Linked DNA regions of Mus musculus: region 2 is linked to region 1. Evidence: chromatin contacts called from public Hi-C data. All regions are on one chromosome and are shown on one strand. The core of a region is the stretch at or near the end of the contact, and the rest is flanking DNA. Distances in the headings are between cores, read along the strand shown.

The links. Hi-C and Micro-C count contacts between places; a contact is called where the count stands out from the background.
Region 2: a Hi-C map of uterus shows a contact between it and region 1, with 2.5 times the contacts expected there. The contact joins the promoter of Ephb2 here to the enhancer-like site in region 1. A contact is called at or near these places in 13 of 39 promoter capture datasets (the 3T3-L1 cell line, the HPC-7 cell line, cranial neural crest and 6 more), 23 of 484 Hi-C or Micro-C datasets (the G1E-ER4 cell line, LSK cells, adipose-derived mesenchymal stem cells and 10 more), 20 of 115 datasets of contacts at active chromatin or transcription factors (the HPC-7 cell line, the NIH/3T3 cell line, bone marrow-derived dendritic cells and 12 more) and 4 of 9 other capture datasets (adipose tissue, embryonic stem cells, embryonic tail and 1 more).

What each region holds. Positions count from the first base shown.
Region 1 is chr4:136,760,105-136,764,110 of GRCm38.p6, forward strand. All of the region lies in intron 3 of Ephb2 (Eph receptor B2), which reads right to left. Among named protein-coding and RNA genes, the nearest start is that of Gm52708, 37 kb to the right of the region's middle. Within about 2 kb of position 1,832, at least 34 of the 459 cell types and tissues checked have an H3K27ac peak or open chromatin away from gene starts, as enhancers often do. A contact at or near this core is called in the HPC-7 cell line, embryonic limb bud, embryonic tail and 1 more, where this site is marked.
Region 2 is chr4:136,834,670-136,838,543 of GRCm38.p6, forward strand. It overlaps Ephb2 (Eph receptor B2), which reads right to left and starts at 1,343. Exons shown (of 16, transcript NM_010142.4): 1 at 1,101-1,343. The coding sequence starts at 1,161. Gm31536 (a long non-coding RNA gene) reads left to right here and starts at 1,266. Exons shown (of 5, transcript XR_881502.3): 1 at 1,266-3,217.

The DNA.
Region 1 (4,006 bases), core at 582-3,081:
TGCTGGGATTTGAACTTCGGACCTTCGGAAGAGCAGTCGGGTGCTCTTACTCACTGAGCCATCTCACCAGCCCTGTTAAGTTCTTCCAGGGCCTTCAATCCGCACCTCACAGAGTCCATGAGAGAGACAGACTTGGGAGGACCATGGGATGAAGGGTCTGGGCTCTGTGTAAGCCAAGCTGGCTTAGAACTCACAATCCTGCCTCAGCTTTCCAAGTTGAAGGCGCAGGGCACTTGGGTGTCAATGCGTACAAGCTACACAGCTGGTGAGCAGAATAGTTGTCTCCGATTCCTGTGGTCTGGGGCAGTGGGACAAAGGAACAAGAGACTATGCTCGTGTGGTATTCAATGGGACTGAAATGGGGGTGGGTATGGCTATGAGGTTGGGGTGACAGTCATGTTACCACGGCCAGAAAATACCCCTGGGATCACAGCAGCCATAATGAAAGGGGGCTCGGCAGAGCAGCCATCGCCCAGAGCTATTAGAAGCTAGGTGTCTCCAGACCAGCCCACCCTTCAGAGGGACCCCCAGCCACAGGCCAGTTCAGTTGTTTGGGGGATTATCCATAGACTGCCAATTCTACCCTCAGACCTTCACATAGACACAAGGACTCTGGGTGTGAGAAGCCTCACTAAGCTGGAGACAGTCTTCCTCCTACCCAGTCACAGTCCTTCTTGGGCCTTGGGGGAGCTCTGGGATTCAAGCCCCTAAGAGGGAGCACAATAGAGTGGGGTGCTCCATGCTGGACACCATAGAGATGCCAAGATGCTAGGAACACCCAGGCCAGGGAGGCTGCCTGCTGTGTTTGAGTCCCAGCTCTGACCTCACGAAGTGTCCAGCAATTTGACTTCGGTTTTCCTGTCTCCAAAATGGCAAAAAGCAAGCACGTGGGCATCATTAAGATCAAAGCATCTCATAGGGTACGGGTTGATGACTCAGAGCGCCCCCAGGCTCTGCCGCAGCCAGGCGGGTGTCAGGAAATAAACACAGTGCACATGGGATTCGTGTGACCACAGTGCAGAGAAAGCACCGGGCAGGCACAGTGAGGAAGTTTTACCAGGACCCCAGCAGGCTCTGTACCTGGAAGGCAGTGAGCTTGCTGAGCCCCGCTTCCACCGAGCAAGCCTAGAACAGATCAAGTTGGTATCTGGGCACTTTTGTGAGTCTGCTAACAAGGACTTAACGGTATCGTACACTGACCCTCATTCCAGGTGGATTTGGGGTGAGGAAAGGGACTCCCCCAAACCTTAGTTGAAGTCTGTCTTTAAAAAAAAATCACATGTATTTATTTACTTAATAACTTGGTGTGTGTATACATGTACCCAGGATTGCGTGCCAGGGGACATGCCGGGAAGTGGGAGGACAACTTGTGGGAGTCTGTTCTCTCCTTCCACTACCTGGGTCCTGGGGATCGAACTCACGTCCTTAGCCTTGGTGGCAAGCACCTTTACCTACTGAGCTTTCTTGTTAACCCAGATCAAGTCTCTTATGGCAATTCCTATTCCTTCTCTGGGCATCAGTTCCTTCTGTGAGGTTTAAAATTTATACCTGGAGGCTTGGGGTGAGAGGATGGAGGGTGGGCGGGATACAGTAAGGATTGAACTCGAAGACAAAGGCCCCTAGGGAGGGGGCACCCCAACAGGGTGGGGCGGAGGCCAGTACAGGCCAGTGGGCCCAGAGCCAGCTGCTACGGAGCAATGAAAATCTCTTAACCACACAGCATTGTTAACGGCTCCCAAATCCTGTTGTACCACAGGCTTAGAAAGGCTTAAACTGTTAAATGCATAAACTTCCTCAATAAACGGGGGCCTCTCTCGCCAGATCCCAGGCCCGGCCAGATGAAAAGGCACTGGGCCGGAGGGAAGGGAATGTCTCCAGCAGTTTATGAGCCTGCTGCACTGTGGAGGAGGCAGCCTGGCCCAAACCTGTCACCCCGGTGCTGTCTGGGTCAGGGGCAGCTTCGTGAGGTCGAAAGGATAAGAGAACATGGCTCCGATTCCAGCCAGCCTGAGCCAAGGCTGCCCGACCCATCATGCGTATGTCATCTTAGACAGCTGCAGAACTCCTCTGAACCTCAGAGTCTTTTTCTTTAAAATTGAAGCAACCCACAGGGAGGAGAGGGGTCAGCAAGAGACACCACCGGTGCGGAAGAAATGAGATGTGGGAGGTCATGAGATCATAGCTCTGAGACTGTTGCCCACATGGGGTCCCACGGTGGCCCCGTCTCTGCTTCCAAATCTGATGGGAAGTTTAGCAAGGGGTCTGGGCGGGAGAGGGGCACTGGGTAAGTATTGGTACTGTTGGCTGAAGGCCTGAAGTAGTTTCTCTGGCTAAAGACTAGCCAAGACAGTGTGTGTGTGTGTGTGTGTGTGTGTGTGTGTGTGTGTGTGTGTGAGAGAGAGAGAGAGAGAGAGAGAGAGAGAGAGAGAGAGAGAGAGAGAGAGAGAGAGAGAGAGAGAGAGGTCTTGTGACCATCTGGAGGGCTTCCCCCAACCCGTAGGATCATTTCTACCCACCACTCTCTGAACTGGAAGAAATGGCCCACCATGGCCTCCTCCACCTGGAAGTCTTCCTGGTTGCTCTTTTCCCAGAAGTCCTACATCCTAAACCCTTTATCTCCACCCTCAGCACTCACTTACCCAGCTCTTCCCTTTCCCCCAAACCAGGAGCTCTAGGGTCACAGGAGGTGGGGGACTGGATCAGGTCTAACACCCCTCTTTCTCAGTTTAGAGAGCTGAAATCCCTCCCTTCACATCCTGCTGGCTGCTCTCCATAGACTCTTGAGGGTGGAGGCTCCACAACCAGGGAGATGACATGGGTCACAGTTATAAAGGGGAGTCTAGGGGACAGGGAAGTGGCCTAAGCATGAGGACCTAAGTTAGGACAAGGAGCACTCATGTCAGAAGCCAGGTGAGGAGGTTTGTGCCCATAACCTCAGTGCTAGGGAGGGGAAGACAGGAAGGTTCCTGGGCTTGTGGACCAAACCAGTCCAGCCCATCACTGAGAAACACTGGCTCAAAAAATAGAGAGCAGTTGAAGAAACCGCTGATCTCTGGTTTCCGCGTGTATGCACAGGTGTGCATGGGTACCAGGACACACACACACACACACACACACACACACACACACACACACACATATACCCTACCAAGAAAAAAGCTGGTGTTCAGAAGGCTAAGATGGTAGATAGACTGGTGGACCCGAGAGTGGACAGGAAAAGGAAGTACAGGAAGTTGATTGTCCAGACTCTAAGAGCGAGGGCCTGAACAACTTTCAAGTGCTGGCCAGGATCCCTGCCCCATCTAATCCATCCAGGCTCTCCCCACTCCCTAAAGGCTGGGCTGTGTGGTCCTGGTTTGAGCTGAGTCTAGAGGTCTGCAGAGGTCACCCATGACCCTACCCCCTTCCCCCAGCATTCCAACCCCACCCCATCTCCCCTCCTACCAAGCCAACGAGTGCTTGAGGCTACTGCCTCCCTCCTACGCACCCCTAGACTGGCCAGGCTCCTCCTCCAGACTCCTCCAGCCACATGTGGGCCACTGGTCAGTCTCCGAGGGAAAAGCTGAGGCTGAGAGCAGATTTGGAAGAAAACCATCCCAGGGCCCGAGAGGACCCCTGCTCCCTACCCCCACCTCTCCCCTCCCAACAAGCATAGGATTCTGGGAGTAAAACAGAAAACAAAGCCACAGACCTAATAGTCCTGTTGGTGAGCATGACCACAGGCAGAGAGCAGCAACTGCCGGGAGGGGGGCAGAGCGGCAAAGGCGCCAACGGGTCACCTGGCAATGCCTGTCCAAAGCTGTGAGAAGAGTCCGGGGACTTCTCAGCCCTATGTCAGAGGCATCTCCTAAACAAATGCAGACCAGGAAAGCTCACCCAGTGCAAGCAAAGACCACCCTCCCCCCAGCCAGCCACCCTCCCCCAGCTCCCTATAAACCCTATAGGGTAGAACACCCAGTAGGGTGTTGGTACACTGGTAACTGCTCATTTGAGCCAGAACCCATCT
Region 2 (3,874 bases), core at 93-2,592, 74 kb after region 1:
AGACTTCTGAAGGATTCAACACAGATTGTCGGCCGGCAAGCACTTTGCAAAGAAGGCTTCAAGTACCTTGTCAACCGTGCAGCACGCTGTAAACCACGGAGAGCAAAGTACTTCATAAACTGAAGCGACTGGCAAACTGTAGAGCACAGTACACGTGAGAACCATTATTAGGATTCACGCCTGGTCCTTCCAGCCCGGCCATTCCTGGTGGACACACCCAGACCCCCACTAACAACTTTTCCTCCAAAGCCAGCGAGCTGCGACCACCTGGCAGCCACTCCCGCCCCCGGGGGGTCGGGTGGTACCACAGCGCGAGGCCTCGGGGAGAGGCCCAGAGACCCAGGCCAAGGCCAACAACACATGGCAAAGCATCTGGTCCGGTCTCTGACGGCAGCTGGAGAGTTCTCGGGGCTCCAGACTCCACGCTGAGCTCTGTCGCCCACGGGGCGGTGGCCCGCGGAGGTACCCGGAGAACCCGGCGCGCAAGAGTGATGCCCATCGCCCCATCCCCCGCTCAGTCCTGCTGGGGAGGGGACCCCATTGTACGCCGCGAGCGACCGGGCGGGCACGGACGCGAGGGTGGGGGACACGCGCGCTTCGCTCCACTCCACGGGTGCCCCTGCTCTTCGGGTGGCCCAGGCTGCATCCAAGGGGGCGCGGCCAGGGATCCCCAATCCTTGGCGCGGCCGCGGTGCCTCCCTCGGAACGCTCCCTGCCAAACTTTGCAGCACCCACTGCGCGCCGGGCCCGCGCCCCTGAGCTCGGTGCCGAGGCATTGCCGGGCTCTGCGGGGATGCGGGGACCTCGGTGGCGGGCGCGCAGTGGTAAGACCCCCCAGCCCTGGGCGGCGCTCACCCGGCTGGCTACAAAGCCTCGGCAAGATGGTCCCTTCGCCTCCTCCTGGCACAGTCAATCAGCGCCCGCCGCTCGCCCGGGCGCCCGCGGGGCCCCGCGTCTTTCCCAGCGGTGGCCGCCGGCCACACCTCCCCGCGGCCACCTGCGCCCGGCACCGGCCCCCGGGCAAACTTTGCGACCGCGGGGCCGAGTGAGGGGGCGACCCGGGGCCGAGGCGGCCGCTCCCCGCCCCCATCCCCGCTCACCTTCCACGGCGGCTAGCAGCGGCAGCAGCAGCAGCGCGGCCCCCAGCCTGCGCACGGCCATTGCTGCGCTGCCCGGAGCCTCCGGCCGCGGCGCCGCGGGGACCCCCGGGCTGGAGCGCGCGCCCCGGGCTCGGGGGGCCGGCGGGGAGCGGCGGGGCGCGGCGCACACACACACGAGCCGCCGCCGCCGCGCAGCCAGCAGAATGAGCCATCCAGCCCGGGCAGAACGGGGACCCGGGCTCCGCCAGCGCTGGGCACGGCCCACCTGAGCCGCGGGCGTGGGGGGAGCCGGGGTTGGACTGCCAATCCTGTGCCTCTGCCCGGTGCACCCACGGGTTGCACCACGCCCGAGTCATGATCTTCTAAATCTTTTGAGTCCCTTCGGATGGGGCAGCAACCGTGTTGGAGCATCGTGACCCCACTCACCCGGGTGTCCGGGACCCCGGAATCCCCCCCGCGCAGCAGTGGTCTCTCCCGGCGCTGTGGCTCCTCCAGATAAAGCAGCGATTTCAGCCCAAATGTTTCTCAATTTTTATTGAATGCTGCAAAGCCGAGATCGTCTGGCGCGGCTGACAGGAGCAGAGAGAGGGGACCCGGGGCGGGGGGGCGGAGAACGAGGAAGGGGCTGCCCAAAGCCGGGGGACTGGCCCTACCTGTCAGGACTGGGAGTGCCACCCCCTTGCCTGAGCCCTGCCACCCGCGTCCCTGCGGCTTCGAAAGGGACTGAACTGCAATGAATGAGGGGGGGAAAGAGGGGGGAGCTGGGAACAAAACAGGCGGCTTTCCCAGGCTCTAGGGTTGGGCTGGGGCCTCTGCCTGGGAGAGTGGGCCTTGGCGCTCGCCCGCGGGCCCGGGGTTCTCTCTGGCAGGAGTGGCGGGCCCTGGCAGGCAGACCCCGGGCCTTCCCTCCTTGCCTTGTTGTCTTGCGCGAGCCCACCGGCCCCTCCCCGCGGACCTTCCCAGCCGCACATTGTATTTCTCCTCTGTTGATCTGGTTCCCGGTGCAGTTTGCGAGCAGGGGTGTGGAGGAGGCCCGGGGGTGGGGGGTGCCTAGCGACAGCCCCTACTCCACCCCTCGGTGGAATGGACCTGTCTGGGCTGCTCGGTTTTGTGCATAGCTGTCCCTTCGGGGAGGACACAACCCCTTGTTCCATTTCTGCGGGCCCAGCCTGCTCTGACAGCCTTCATCACCATCATCATTAGCGGGCTTGCTGAGACCGGTGGTGGGAGGACTGGAGGGATCCTGCGGGAACCACCCAGGCAGGGCCCCTAGCCTTTGGGACCCGCGCTCCTGAAAACACACTTAGCCAACAGCACTGGCCATGATCATTGCAGTGGGTGGAAGAATGCTTTAGAGAGACAAGCTGTTAAAAGTCCAGTGCAGACCTCTCCAGTCCCTTTGTCCCACAAACTAACAAAACGTCCCAGAGATGTCTTCCCTTCAAGGCCCATCAGACAGACTGTCCTGAGACACCAACTGAGGTTTGGAAATTTGGGGCACCCTTTGAAGCATTGAGAGTCCATCAGAAATGAACCTCAGCCTGGGAGGCCACCTGGAAATGGTGGGCCTCGAAGGTTGCAAAGGAGGCAGAACAGAAGTGAGCCGGGGAGAATAGAAGACAACAGGGAAGATCACCCTCTCTGCCAACACCTTCCACTCCGTGTTGCCTGCAGACTCCTGCCTGGGGTAGAAGTTAATTGGGTGCCCTGGCTTTTTTTTTTTTTTCTCTGTTTCTCCTCATCAGACAAACCAAGGGGCTTAGGATTTGGTGGACTCTGAGCCTTTTCTCCTCCATCCCTGGTGTATACAGGTGGCCCCTCCCCATTTCCAGAAACATTTATGGGCCATCTATTACATCCTGGGTGGATTCAGCTCTGCTTTCTTTCTATCCCCTGGGGACCCTTGTCACCATCCACCCACCCCTAGCAATTGCTTCCTTCTTGATTTAAAATCCTTTTTGATTCAAAATACAAATACTAGATTTTAGCATCCTTTGAGAACCCGGGTACCAGGGATGAGGCTCGGGGCTGTTCACGTTTCCAGATTTTCCTCTCCTCCATTGTCACAACTCTGGTGGCAGGTGCAGGCCATCTCAGGTGATGAGACTGAGGACCAGGTAAGTCATCTGCTCAAGGCCAAATAGCGCATCGGAGCTAGGATTCAAGCAGTGTCTGACACCCACACTCATCCCTTGGGCCTTGCATAGGTCCATAGAACACGTTTATTCAGTTAGCCAACTTCCCACAGTCACTGAAAACCTTATCATTAATTGATAGCAGTCTGGACTTTTACCTGGCCAAACGCAAAAAAAAAAAAAAAAAAAAATCACTGTAGCAATAAACAAAGCCCCGTATCTTCCCCATCCCGTTCTCCCTCCGTGTTGTATGATTCCCCATTTGAGATCCTATAGAAAGGCTGAGTCTTGTCAGCCATCCAAGGCCTTCCTCTCTGCTCTCTTGGCAACTGCCTTCGACTCCGCCTTTGTCCCAGCCAAACCCTATCCAGCTTTCTCTGCTCTGTGACCAGGATTCCACCTCATCAACCCCTTACTAAGTGCCTTCACTAACTTTGGCCTCTTCGGGACTGACACCCATTTGCTTAGGATTTTCCGGAAAGATGATCACGGGTTCCCTTGCTGGGGCCTGGGGATAGTTTGATTATCTTCAGTTTGCATATTGCCTCTCAAACCCCCAGCATATTAGATGTTTCCTAATGGGGAACCTGCCCCTCCAGGTGTAGCAGAGGCTGGAGAGTGAGCTTTGGATCCAGACCC